Regions from separate parts of the Anser cygnoides genome. Here region 1 is linked to region 2. The links are chromatin contacts, called in public Hi-C maps. All regions are on one chromosome and are shown on one strand. Each heading gives the region's core, a stretch centred on a gene start, on an enhancer-like site or on the middle of the called end of the contact. The rest is flanking DNA. Distances are from core to core; before and after follow the strand shown. Region 1 holds the start of STAU2 (staufen double-stranded RNA binding protein 2). Region 2 holds the start of RDH10 (retinol dehydrogenase 10).

What was found. Hi-C and Micro-C count contacts between places; a contact is called where the count stands out from the background.
Region 1: a contact with region 2 is called in a Hi-C map of liver, with 1.8 times the contacts expected there. The contact joins the promoter of STAU2 here to the promoter of RDH10 in region 2. A contact is called at or near these places in 2 of 7 Hi-C or Micro-C datasets (both in liver).

The regions. Positions count from the first base shown.
Region 1 is chr2:130,153,077-130,160,001 of Taihu_goose_T2T_genome, forward strand. It overlaps STAU2 (staufen double-stranded RNA binding protein 2), which reads right to left and starts at 1,366. Exons shown (of 14, transcript XM_066993092.1): 1 at 1,227-1,366. It overlaps LOC136790197 (a long non-coding RNA gene), which reads left to right and starts at 1,485. Exons shown (of 7, transcript XR_010829721.1): 1 at 1,485-1,791; 2 at 1,922-2,076; 3 at 2,215-2,440; 4 at 3,019-3,134; 5 at 5,274-5,483; 6 at 6,181-6,233; 7 at 6,365-6,590.
Region 2 is chr2:129,916,393-129,923,147 of Taihu_goose_T2T_genome, forward strand. It overlaps RDH10 (retinol dehydrogenase 10), which reads left to right and starts at 3,926. Exons shown (of 6, transcript XM_048077024.2): 1 at 3,926-4,433; 2 at 4,758-4,987. The coding sequence starts at 4,148. RPL7 (ribosomal protein L7) reads right to left here and starts at 2,599. Exons shown (of 7, transcript XM_048077041.2): 1 at 2,448-2,599; 2 at 1,731-1,833; 3 at 978-1,144; 4 at 205-342. The coding sequence starts at 2,461.

The DNA.
Region 1 (6,925 bases), core at 116-2,615, 230 kb after region 2:
ACAACGCTGGGGCAATTCAGGCAGTTCTGTTCAACACAGTGAGCGGGGCAGAGAGAGGAGCCACGGCAGCGATACTCCGTCCGCTCTTCTGTCTAACAAACTTTTTTTTGGTACTGAAATAGTTGCACGGGGGACGCCCTGCATGCGGCCCAAGACGCTTGGCATCCTGAGAGCCAGCTTGCTGGCCACGAGGCAACGCCGGGTGGATGCTCTGCTGGGGAACTGCTGCTTGGGCACTGAGGACTTCGAGGGCCCTGAGCACGAGGGCTGCGGGATTCATGCCCCCACTGCGCCCAGGCCGCCCCAGGAGGGCACGGCCGCCCCGTCCAGGCCTGGCTGCTGTCAGCACCAACTTTTTCCGACCGGAGACCTCAATGCCAGCACGGCCGGCACCGCCTGCACGGCCTCGGCCTGCCTGACAGGCGCGGGGCTCCCCGGCCCCGGAGCCCCGAGCCCGGGGACGCCGGGGGAGGCCGGGGCACCCCGTGCCGCCGCCGCTCGGCGCTGGGCGCTGCCATCCATTTTGGGAGCGCGGCGCCGCGGGTCCCGCTGCCGAAGAAGTTTCGGACCGGGTCCGGAGCGCGGGGGCAGAGCCAGAGGAACGGGGCGAGGCGGCGGCCGGGCCGGGCCGGGCCGGGCCGGGCTCCGTGCCCTTCACACCGGGGGGATCCCCGAGACCCACCGCCGGGATCGGGGGGCGGGGGGACCGGCGGCCGCCCGGGGCAGCTCGCACCCGGCTCTCGGGCAGGCCCGGCGGCCAAACGCAGCCCCCACCGGGCCGAGCCGAGCCGAGCCGAGCCGAGCCCCACCGCCCGGCCTTGGCAAAGCGGCGGCAGCCCGGCGGGGGCTCCCGCGGGGCCCCCACGGTTGGGGCGCCCACCTGCGAGCCCCCGGCCCCCCAGGGGCGGCGGCGGCGAGGGCCGCGGGGCGGATGGCGGAGTTGGTGCCTCCTCCTCCTCCTCCTCCGCCGCCGCCCCCCTCCTCCATCCCCGCCGTGGCGCAGCGGCGCCTTGCCGGCCTCGGAGCCCCCGCGCCGGGGGAGCGAGGAGGAGGAGGAGGAGGAGGAGGAAGGGGAGCGGGACGGGGCCCCGGCCATCATGGCTGCAGCAGCCCCCTCCCCTCCTCTTCCTCCCCTCCCTCCCCTCCGACCGGTTCCCGGCTCTCCCGTCCCGCGCCCCCCCACGGCGGCGCTGCCGGGGCTCGGGGCCGCCCCCGGGCCCGGTTACCTGCTTCCCGGGGACGCCTCGGGGACGCCTCCAACATCGGCAAACACTAAAGAGAACTGACCCCGCCGCCGCGGCGGCCGCCGCCGGCCCCAACCACTCCGCCCCCCCACGACACCCCTCCTCCTCCTCCTCCTCCTCCTTCCTCCTCCTCCCCCCTCCCCCCGGCCGCCGCCGCCCCCCTCCCGCCGCCTCCTCGCCCCTCGCCCCCGCCGCCCCCCGCGGGCTCCCCGCGCCGCCGCCCCGGCCCCGCTCCCCCCCCCTGCTCCGGCGCCGCGAATGGCCCCGTCCGCCTCCCTTCCCCGGCCCGGAGCGGCGGCGGCAGCGCCTCTAGCGGCGGCCGACAACGGGGCTCCGGGGCTCCGCAGCCCCCCGAGGCCTCCCCCGAGCACCGCGGGGGCCGCCCCCGAGCCCCCCCCCCCCACCGTCTGCGGGGCCGCCGGGAGGGGGCGAGGCTGAGAGGAAGGGCCCGGGCAGGGCAGCGCCGGTCCCGTTCCCATGCCCGGTCTTTAAACTTCGCAGTATTTGGAGGGAGTCCCTGAGAAGCACCGGGTTTTACCACGCGGCTGTTAGCAGCCTTCTTAGCCTCGCTCGCCTGGCACAAGACGAGCCGCGAGGTTTTTATGCCGGTTTGAAAACAGCCTCGCGACGTTTTACCTGTTTTTTTTTTTTTTTTCCCTCCCGTTTTCTCTTTGCAGGGACCTGACCCCTACCGGCTGCTCGGTGCAAGTTGGTGTCTGCACCGGGAGCAGCTGCTGCGGGCTCGCTGGGCGAGATCGAGCTCTAAAGAGCACAATAGCCAACCTTAATGCACGGGAAATGAAATTAACGGCTTGCAGCGATGCAGGGAGAGGTGAGCAAACAGAACACACCACAACAGAGACACCTTTTTTTTTTTTTTTTTACTTTTTAATTCGGTTTTACTCATCTCGCTGCGCCTGTGCTGTGTAACACCACGCTGGTTTCAAACACGACTCCTCTCCCCTCAAAGGCACCAGTTTTGAGAAGGCAGCAGAAAGCCATAAACGCGACTCGCGTCAGCATTTCGGTTGTGTCAGATCCAGTCACGTCCCTGCCAGCAAGAGACGTGGCAGAGAGGAGGGCAGCTGCGGAACCTGCCGGGCCTTGCCCCACTGCCCTGTGGTGGGAGGCCACAACCAGAGGCCGTGAGGTGCGGAGGTGGAAGCTCACTGCACCGCGCAAAGCCTCGGCCCCAGGTGGGATGTGCAACCTAAGTGAGGTTTCCAAACCCTTCAAAGTTGCCATAGCTAGGCTAGATGAAGCCATGGCTCGGTTTCTGCTTCCAACCAACAGCAGTCCTATGACCATCTTTACCACTAAAAAGAATGGAAAACTAAAGTTTTTCATTTGTTTTTCATGAAAAAGGGAAGACTTCTGAGTTAATCATCAAATATCTAATCTGGGTTGTAAGAATCTGCTTTCTTGATTGGCTCAAGTAATTATTTGTCCAGTAAGACAAGCTAAAAACTTTTAAACCTATGCCAAAACTAGCTAGAAGCATTAGAACTTGGAGCAACTAATTTAGCTGATTAGCAAGGCTGCAGTAACTAAACTATGTTTAAAATTACTAGCATTTTTTGCGAAATTACCATCATTTTACTATGCAACTGTATTTTAATGATAGCTTTGAGAGTTAGAACATCAAATGTATCAAAACTGATTTACAAACTAACATACTTACTGAGGGTCAGAATGAGTCCAAAGTTCACATTTCCTTCAGTGCCTGTTTATGTTATTCCCTGTGATTTTTTTGAAAAACCAACTCGAAACCAAGTGGTGGACTGGTATGACAGCTGGGAGCAAGAAGGAACAAGATGTAGCCTGGCCGGCTTCCCAAGCACTCCCGGTATAATCGCATCCTAATGGCACATCCCCCCAGATGTGCTTTGTGTAAGTTTGTGTATTACAGACAATAATTTATACACCAAATACACATACTTACACTTAGTGACAGGACTGTGTTGTGAGTAACTAGGTGACAGCAAGGTTTTATTCACACTAACAGAACGCTACCATGACATAACTTCTTTAAATACACTTTGGGAACACAGCATTTGCTACGACAGTTTTATACATACCCTTTTTTCAGCTGGGGTAGCTTGTCACCCTTCCCTTCTTATTCCCCCATTGTTTAGTTTTCTGAGATTCCTTACCCCTTATTTCACTTAGGTACTGAGCTCAGAAATACGCAGTATGATACAATTTCTTATGTATTCTTCTAGTATAATGTACTAGTGAGCAATAATGCAAACACTTTTCATAATGCTGCTACAAAAGCTTTGGACAAGCTCATTTAGAAGCTTAATCACGACAACCTATAAGCATTTTTTGTTTTAATTTATGGCAACTTCTTCTTTCTAGTTACTGTTAGTAACTTGAAGAACCCTACATTATAGCATGTACTTAGTGTACCCAGCATAATTCAGTGAATGTCAGCATCAGATTACAAGGGAAGGTTTCTGAACTTCCTGCAATCAATAGATACAATTCCAACAAGCCTCTAAAATCTCCAGTCTGTGCTACGATTTCAATGTTTAATGCTTTTATAACATTACTAAACAGGTAATAGCTTAGTTTAAAAACACATCTTGAAATACTTATGAACTCATGCATCTCATATCTCAATATACGTTCTGTGCCACAAATGGTATATAGCTGAAAAAGAAACAATACAAAAAAAGAACATTTTATCCATAAACTTACCATCTTTTTATATTTTTTAAATACAGAGATGAGTTCTGGCTCTATTTTTTCCAGGTATAAAGTAAAGGATTACGTATTTTATCATTGCTGAGATCCCATGATAGTTGTTCACATAGGTAAAGTTCCAATCATATAGGAGAAACTTACTAAACAGGAAAACACTATGTTGCATTACCAGTCATTGTTTAGATTTACTACACCTTTCTGAATGTTTTTTTTTCCTTTCCAGTCAGTACCTCCAGTACAAACAGCTTAATAGAAGCTAAAATAATCTCACTTTTTGAAAGATATGCATAGTTTGTATATACATATCTGCTCTACTCCGTTCGTGTACAATGGGAGTGCCATGACTTGCACAACATTTTACCTTCAGTAGGTAAATTATGAATAGGCGTGATTAATTCAGTATGCTATTTGAATACAAGAGGAAGAAAAAAAAAAAAGAAAACCTAACACCTATAAATGCCTGCACAAATGCCTAACTGGGGGAAAGGGTATAAACGTTCTGTTTGGTCTGTAAACATGAGCAAAGGGTACTTGAGGACAGCTGGCCTTGTTATTTCTAAGCTCAGATTCAGAAAGAACAAATTGGCACTTTCAAACTGATTTGCAAAATATTTTTTTTACTGATATTATTAGAATAGTGTGGGTTTTCTTTAAGTCATCAAGAAACAACTTTCTACCCCTCAATATAACCCTGGTGTGCCTAGAAAAGCCCACTCTTACAGTGATGTATTAACAAGGAGGAATTTGACAGAGCCACAGAAACAGGAGCCTGCTTTCAATCCATACACTAAAAACAGTAAAATTGGTTGGAAGGGACCTCTGGATGTCACCCGCCCTACAACCTCCTTACCCCCTCAAAGTGAAGATGGCTTTAAAGCTGGATCTAACTTTGAATTTAGCAGGTTTAGCTCAGGGCCTCATCCAGTTTAGTTCTGAAAATGTCCAAGGATGGAGAATTTAAAACTCCTCCTGGCTACCTGTTCCAGGGTTTGATAAAAAGTTTATTTTAATTCTACTTTTAAAATGTATATTAATGAGATTATATTTTGATACGGAAGTTGAGATAGTAATTAAGCTAATACAGAGTGCTCATAATATACCAATGGGATGTTGATAATGCTTTATATTAGTCAGAGTCATTTAACTGAATTATAGACTCATAATATCTTAGAAGAATGGGCCACTTGAATTTTTAAATATATTTTTTCCCAATAACTAAAACTTATTGGCACAGCAAAAGTCAAGCGTTTTAGATTCTATTTGATTAAAACCCAGTATTATTAACAAACCTAAATCTAATCAAACTCTTTTTCTTGCCAGGTACAGGTGCAGGACTAACTACAAAAGCAGACCACCCTGAAAGTTGGAGCACAACGTATAAGTGACTAAAACCATTTATCATCTTGTGTAGTACACAGAATGAGAGATGTGAACAAAGCAAGATAAAACTGTAAAATTGACAAGTAAATATTATACAGAGCTTTCTCAGCTAACAAAAACCATTTATTCTCTATACTCCAGTAAAGACTCGTAAGCACCAAATTTTAACAACTCACATATTATCTTTCATGATTCACATCTATAATGCAAGTTCCCTAAAGTAGATGAATCACATAATCACTTCCAAAATCAAAATGAACTGAACTTGCGTTTGTCAGCATATATTCAGCTTTTTCCATGACTTCAAATTAACGCTAGTACTCAGTACGCTGGGCAAGCATAAGGCCTTTATCTCCTTTAGCAAACATCATTACTCTAAAACAAACCAACAAGGTGAATCCAACCAAACTGATTTGCTGATTTTGCAACTTGACATCAAAGTATGAAAATCAGTTCTTTGTTTGTTGGCCCAATGACCCAAATTCAGATTGCTGTGAAGGTAGAAATGTATTTCCCTGTAATTATTTGCTCCCGTTGTTCTCATACACCAGTGCTGTAAATAGTAAGGCCTTGCCCAAATAAAAACTTTACCCTTTTAATAATGCTAGTGAAATTTAAAAATTTTACTGGCAAATTATTTAGCACTTAGTAGTAATTGTACTTACACATTAAGAAAACTTCACATTATTTATTATCCTATTCCATTTATCCAAAGCTGCATGAAAGCAAGGTCTAAATCTCTGCTTTGAACTTGTACATTTAATTTGTTTTGGGTTATAAAGACATGACTGCTTTTGTGTCAGCTATTTCCATCATCACACATCATCATAATTTATTTTCTACACAGAGAACTTTAAGAACCGAATGTACAGTCATCCCACCTTCTTACAACTAGAATTTGTAAGTATTTCTTATGTTTTCCCAGATTCACAAAACACTAGGTTTAGATTATCCCTGTAAAACAAAGATTGTATAGCTTTAAAAAAACAGGTAATTCAAGCCAATCGGTTTTCCAAATTTACTGACTACAGGCAACGAAGACAGATGTAACTACAGTTTGATGAATTACTGAGAATAATAGAGAACCGCCAACCTGAAGATCATGGTGCATCAGTTTTCCATTACAAATCGCACAGCCAAATGTTTAGGAACTGCCCACTTCTGAGTTACAAGGCTTTGCTACTTTGTGAGAACACATTAGCTTTACGCAGAATAAAATATGGGAAAGTTGAAGCGTAACCACAGGCCAAAGCAGCAATAGATGCTATAAGATTAAATTCCTGTTTACAAGCTTTTTGTTTTGTATTACTGATAGTATTCTGACCATATAAAGAAGCCTTCGAACAAGTCCAGACGTGATGCTGTTTTTATTGACAGTGTTGCAAGAGAGCATCGCGCCCATCTTGAGATGCTTTGGATTCTGATCAGCGCCTCTCACCGCAGAGGCAGATCATAGCAGCACCCTTCAAACACTCACAAAACTTCACCACCAGCAGCACCGATCTGTCCATACACCAGTGTCCATACCCGGCATGTTTACTGTGCTGGTGCCAGCATGTACCTAATCATACCTATTGACATCGTTGTAAGTC
Region 2 (6,755 bases), core at 2,676-5,175:
TCATACTGAGCTCCCAGAAGCCTACTGTGAGAATGTAACCATACATAGCAAGCACTGCCTTAACCATGTTTGTGTGTTCTTGTACTTTCCCTGCTTTGAACCAAGAACACTTTGAACACAGGAAAACCTGCACATCTGGTGTAGCAAAATGCAAAAGACACAACATTTGTATCCCAACTTGATAAAACTGACAGTTTCACTCACCCCCATGCAATATAGGGTTCAACAATCCGCAACATGTTGATAGAAGCTTTGTTGAGCTTGACGAATGTGCCATTAAAAATCTGACGCAGGCGAAGAAGCTGCAACACCTTACGGACCTTGGGGCTGACACCATTGATGCTAGAGAACACAGAAAGAGACTCAATTATCTGCACCCCAGAAAAGAGAGGTATCACCAAAGCAGTAACAGGTAAAAAAGAAAACAACCAGTATTACTGTCCCATCTGAAAGGTATTGCTTTTTCACCAATTCTGCAGAGCAAGATTATTATGTTATTTATTATCTCAATGTATTTCAGTATTAAGGCAGATCTAACACCATGAAACACACTGAATCAAAAAATACACATCTTAAAGCTAAATATCCTTATGATCTCCTGCATATAACTTAGTTTTCTCTAACACTTTCACCAAAACAAAGTTAAATAAGCGCTTCTGACAACATTCAGTACAGAATAGCTGCATATAATTTCATTAAAGTTAAATGAAACAGAACAGTCTGCATATTTCTGCAATCTTGTCTTAAAAAAAATCCAGATTCCTAAAGGCAGCAGACATGCCCAGAATTAATGATTTTACACTTAAGCCTACAGTGCATCCAAAATATTACTACCAGTAACTTTCCAAGCAACCAGATGAAGACTTGGATTTAGTTACAAAAATTTAAGCCCTCAAAACATACAAGTGACAAAAGAAGGCTTTTTCAGTGCTTTTGAAAATAAAAACGCATTCTTTTACATCTGTATTAATTCTTACCCTCTTATCCTGATCACAAAGGCAAGCTTGGGTTCAGCTGGAACGTAGTAATTGCCGGCTTTTCGGGCCATCCTGGCCATGCGGATCTCCTGCCTATACATGTGCCTGTACTCCTTGTGGTAAGCTTTGGCTCTTTCATAGATGATTTTTCTTTGTGCCTTACGAAACTGCAATTAATCAAGCATTAATTAAGATTATATAATGCCTTTTAATACATGAAAAACAGATTCAGATAACACAGCCTGTTCTCAAACTCCCCACAGTTACCACATATTACAGCAACATGGATTTTAAAATGACCATCAGTTCTGTCATATCTTAATAGTGCTAGTGCTTTACTTCGAACAATACTTACAAATATTATCACACATCATACTTATCTTTACAAAAATCCTTTTAAGTTCAAGGAGCATTTGGACAATGCTCTGAAACAGAGTTTGATTTTTGGGTGGTCCTGTGCAGAGCCAGTGGTTGAACTCAATGATCCTGTGGGTCCCTTCCAACTCTGCACATCCTATGGTTCCAACTGTTGACTAACCTTAGTCTTATGGAGAATCTCACACTTTATTTACCTTTGCTTTGCCCAGATCTGGTTTATTATACACTATCTTGACTTTTTTTTGGTATTGCAGACCTATATATTATAGTACTAAAGCTAAACACTATGAAGTTATTCATTCTTTTAATATAATCAGCGTAGCATTCTGCTGACCTGACGAGAGCAACTCAAGCAAGCAATCATGACATATTCACCTTTTTTTGAGCTAACAGCCTCTTCAGACGTTTGGCTTTTGCAGCTGCATAAGCCTGCCGCCTCTTCAGGAGGCTTTCCGGTACAGAAGGCAGCTTCTTTGCTCTAAACAACAAGGAAAAACACTTTTAAAAACCAAGTTCCTCCAAACCAGCAAGAAGCAGCACGTTACAAACACCGATGCAAAGGGGCAGGAGGGACATGCCGGCCCCACTACCTCTAAGCAGTTTGCATTTAACTTGGTCCAGTTATTATCAAGCTGCAATACAGCCTAAAAGGACCACTTTTTGCATTAAAACAAAGAAGCCTGACATTTCCACGTGCTCTCCAAACGCCGATTACGGCTGATTAACATTTCAACAAGTGCTTTAAGAGGAAAAAAGCAAAAAGTACGACTGTAATTAAGAGTTATATCTCGTGGCTTTGTAACTTACTGGAATTTAAACCTATTAAACGCTTAGAAAGCCACAAGACCGGCGTTTATAACGCAATAACGACACCCTCCCTCCCCACCTCACCACGGGCCGCCGGGACCGCCACCGCCGCCTACAGAAGGGAAGGGGCTGGCTGCGGCCGCATCCCCGCCACTCCCCATCCTCCCGCTCCTCCCGCGGGGGGCCGACAGAGGCCCCGCGGCCGGGCAGCGTCCCCCCATCAGCCCGAAGGGCGCCGCGGCCGCGGATGGCGGCGGATGGCAGCGAGGCGCCGCGGGTACTCACTCCTTGTCCGCCATCTTCAGCGCCGGAAGAGAGAGGGCGGGCGCATGCGCAGGGCCGCCTTAAGCCGCCCGCCTGCGCGGCAGGGCTTTAGGCGCTGGAAGGACCCCGGCTTTGGGGTGGCCGCGGCGCTGCCTGATCGCGGCGCGGAGGGCGGGGTGGCTGTGGAGTGCCTGAGTGGCCCGGCGGGGCACGTCGCTTTTTTTTTTTTTTTTTAATTTAGAAAGTTGCTTAGTGCTTCTTCCTGTATTGCCTGGGCCTTGATACTGCGAATGCCTACGTACGTTGTTAAAATCGTCCTTGGAGAAACTAGTCCTGACATTATGTATGCAGGAGAAGGAGAGAAAGTGGCAGAACTTGGAGTAGCAAAGGATTATGCGGTGTGGAAAAAGAGTAGGCAGCCGGGCTGAGGGCGTTCGGCATTTGTTGGGGTTATTTGCTGCCTGCACACAGAGGTGCTATGCTAGGTAGCAGCTGCATCAATGGTGTTTTTGTTTGTTTTTGTTTGTCTTTTTTTGTAAAATAGCATTGTTTTATTCTAATACAGCAGCTTATGTCACTTGATCTCATTAAAACTGCAATGAATGGGGCAATTAAAACCTATCAGCTCACAAATACGTAACAAAAGACTTAAAATATCTCGAGTAGAAGGAATTATAGTTTCATAGAATGGCTTGGGTTAGAAGGGACGTTAAAGACCACCCAGTTCCAGCCCACCTGCCGTGGGCAGGGACACCTCCCACCAGACCAGGTTGCCCAAAGCCCCATCCAGCCTGGCCTTGAGCACCTCCAGGGATGGGGCATCCACAGCTTCTCTGGGCAGCCTGTGCCAGTGCCTCACCACCCTCTGAGTGAAAAACGTCCTCCTAACACATAATCTAAATCTCCCCTCTTTTAGTTTACAGCCATTCCCCCTTGTCCTGTGGTAATCTGAGCAGAGTTGCCCTTTGTCATTTTTGTAAGTCTCCTTTAAGTACTGAAAAGATTTTGCACTTTTTTTTTTCTTTCTGAAGAGATTTCACTTTCTCCAGCGGGAAGAAAAACTGATCAAAACACGGGCACCCAGGATCTCTTTAGAAACCAAATTCACGCCATCACACCTCCAGCCTTCCCATTTCCCCGTCAGCTCCCCAGAACTCCGCAGCCCGAACTTCTGCCGACGCCCAGAGGCGACACGAACGCACCCCCCACACTTCGCCCCTGGCGGTGGGAGCCGCCTCAAGATGGCGCTGCGGCGGGCGGCGCAGGGCACGCCGGGACATGTAGTCCGCAGGGGACACGGGCTCCGCTCCGCCTCGCAGCCGCCGGCCCCCGAGCGGCGGGGCTCGGCTCGGCTCGGCTCGGCTCGGCGGGGGTGTGGGGGTCCCGGGAAGGCGGAGCGGCCCGGGGGAGGGCCGGGGAGCCGGGGAGGAGGAGCCCGCCCGCCCGCCCGGCCCGCCCTATATAGGGCGCCGAGCGAGCAAGATGCTCACTGCCAGCAGCGGGGCCGCGGGCGGTCAGGGCGGGCGGCCGGAGCCGTGCTGGGGCTCGTTCCCCGGGCTGGCGTGCGGGGCTGGGGCGGCGGGGCTGGGCTGCGTGCGGGGCGGCTCGTCCCGGCTGCGGGGGCTGATCGCGGCGGGCTCCGGCCGCCCGCCTGCCGCCGGGGGGCAGCGGGGGCGGCCCCGGGTGTCGGAGCCGCGCGGCGGGGGCTCGGGGCCGGCAGCATGAACATCCTGCTGGAGCTCTTCGTGGTGACTTTCCGGGTGCTCTGGGCTTTCGTGCTGGCCGCCGCCAAGTGGCTGGTGCGGCCCAAGGAGAAGAGCGTGGCCGGGCAGGTGTGCCTCATCACCGGGGCGGGCAGCGGCCTGGGCCGCCTCTTCGCCCTCGAGTTCGCCCGGCGCCGGGCGCTGCTGGTGCTGTGGGACATCAACACGCAGAGCAACGAGGAGACGGCGGGCATGGTGCGCCACATCTACCGCGAGCTCGCCGAGGCCGCCAGCGCACCCAAAGGTAAGCGGCGGGTCCCCCGCGATGCCCCCCGGAGCTCACCTGTGCCCCTTTCCTTCCCCTTCTCTTCCCCTTCCCGGAGCTGCCGTGCCCGAGGGTCCCCCCCCGGGCATGGGGCAGCTCTCCCCGGCCGGGCAGGAGGGCACGGAGCGTCCTTCAAACCTGGCAGCGACAGCAAAGCGATGAGTTCTTCCCCGTGGCACGGCTGAGCGCAAGTTTAGCGCGATGGAAAACAGCTTGCGCTTTCCACTCAACTCTTGATTTGCGTGTTGGAACCCAAGTAAGGCTCGTGTTGTTCTCTTCTCTCTTGTCTGTGTTCCTTAGTAGATGGAGAAAAAGATGCGCTGCCCCATTGCAACTTGCAGGTTTACACGTACACCTGCGATGTGGGCAAAAGAGAAAATGTCTACTCAACAGCAGAGAGGGTCCGCAAAGAGGTTGGCGAGGTGTCTGTCCTGGTTAACAATGCCGGCGTGGTCTCCGGGCACCATCTCCTGGAGTGTCCCGATGAGCTTATCGAGAGGACCATGATGGTCAACTGTCATGCACATTTCTGGGTAACTATAAACTTGTTTATGCTGCCCTTTTTGTCACTTCATTTTAAGAAAATAACTGCTGTTGCCTAACTCCTGTCTTCTTGGGTTTTGCACTTGTTCCCTTTAATCTGCAAGCTGGCTACTTTGTAGGGTTCTTATTCTTTAATTTAACTTTCTGTTTAACAGGAATGGTGGGTATTAAAACCATTAATAAATAGCTTTAAATCAACTATGTCTTCCTAGAATCCGGAGTTAAAAATCTCGTGCCCTCTTATGTAGTTCTGGGCATGAAGTCTTTTGCAACCGTAACCTCTGAATCTGCTTAAAGGTTGTTACTGTTAATGAATGACTTCACTCCCCTCCTCCTGTAGCTTTATACTAGTATGCTAGCAGCTTTAAAATGCTGTTTTAATAATGGCTACAGTAGTGAACTTACACATTTATAGAATAAAAATACTTATTGAAAAATCTGTTGGAAATCTTGCTTAAATTGCCTTGGAGGCAAACCCTTCCTTTTGAAGGCTGGGAGGAAAGGCAAAAGATATCTCAAGAAATCAAGCCAAGAACACGCTTTCAGGAATCCTGCATATTTGTCCTCATAGCTTTCTCCTGGGGCTGCCAGTAGAAGTAAGAAAAACCTTTAAAGTGGATTCTGAGGTGATACTGTCTTTGTAAGTAGCAGTTACTAATTAAGGAGAAGTTATCTGATCTTATTCTTCTTTTCTACTTAAGTTCTGTTTCCCTGCGTGTTATATTTTTAAGCTCACTGTAGTGTGGAGTTATATAAATTGGTATGTTGGAGGGCACAATGCACACTTGGGTTAGCATTAGCTGTCAGATCGAGCCCATTGTTAGTATTAGAACTGTTCTTTGGTCCTTCAAATAAGGTTATGAAATACACTTGCATAACAAAGGATTAAGCAATCTGAAATACAATTCAGCTTGAGCTTTCTTTGTCTGTTCTTACCTTTTTGATAATAAAACTCCGTAAAATTCCTCATCTTCAAAACTTAGAAGGACCTATCAAACCTGGGTTTCTAATGTGGAGGCTACATGCTGTTTCATAACCCTAAAGGAGCCCCCTTCAAATCTGTTCTGTGAAACACTTAATGGCAGAGCAGTCTTCTTCCAATGTATTGTAAAACTTGCTCAGAGAGTGCTTAAACTTCAATGCACATGAGATTGTGTTTAGAAACTCTTTAAACCTTAAAGTATGTTTTAAGGCAATTTGGAAAGTGATGAAAATGCTCGTAGAACTTCCTACAACAGCTAAAAGTTCTGCATGTTCCCCTTTATAAAAGTTAAACTGATGCTTAAGCAAACAGAGATGTACACTAGATTTAATGACTGTTATTGATGTGGTTTAAAAGCAGAATTGACAAAGTTTCCAAGAACTCTAAATTATGACATCACCATGAATTAAAATATGGGAGGATCCTAAATTTTCCAGCTGTTCTTCCTTCAGGCCTAAGTCATACACTTATTTATAACATTGTTTCAGAGACCTTTATAAAGCACCCTGTGTGTTCTGTCTCTTTACAGGAATATAAAACTAAACTTAGTCTAGGATCACTGTGATTGTTTTTCCATAAGTTTCATTCATCTCTAAATGTTAGTGTGAAGTGAGTTTAATTTTTTTTTTACTCCAGAAAGGTATAGTAGATCTGAACTGTGAAAATTGAGGTCTTGGCATAAGCTTCTAAGGAGCAGTCAACACCCTTTATATTTACTTGAGGATCTGTTCATACGTATGCTTCCTGCAGATCCTGTGTCCTGCTTTGGTTTCTCC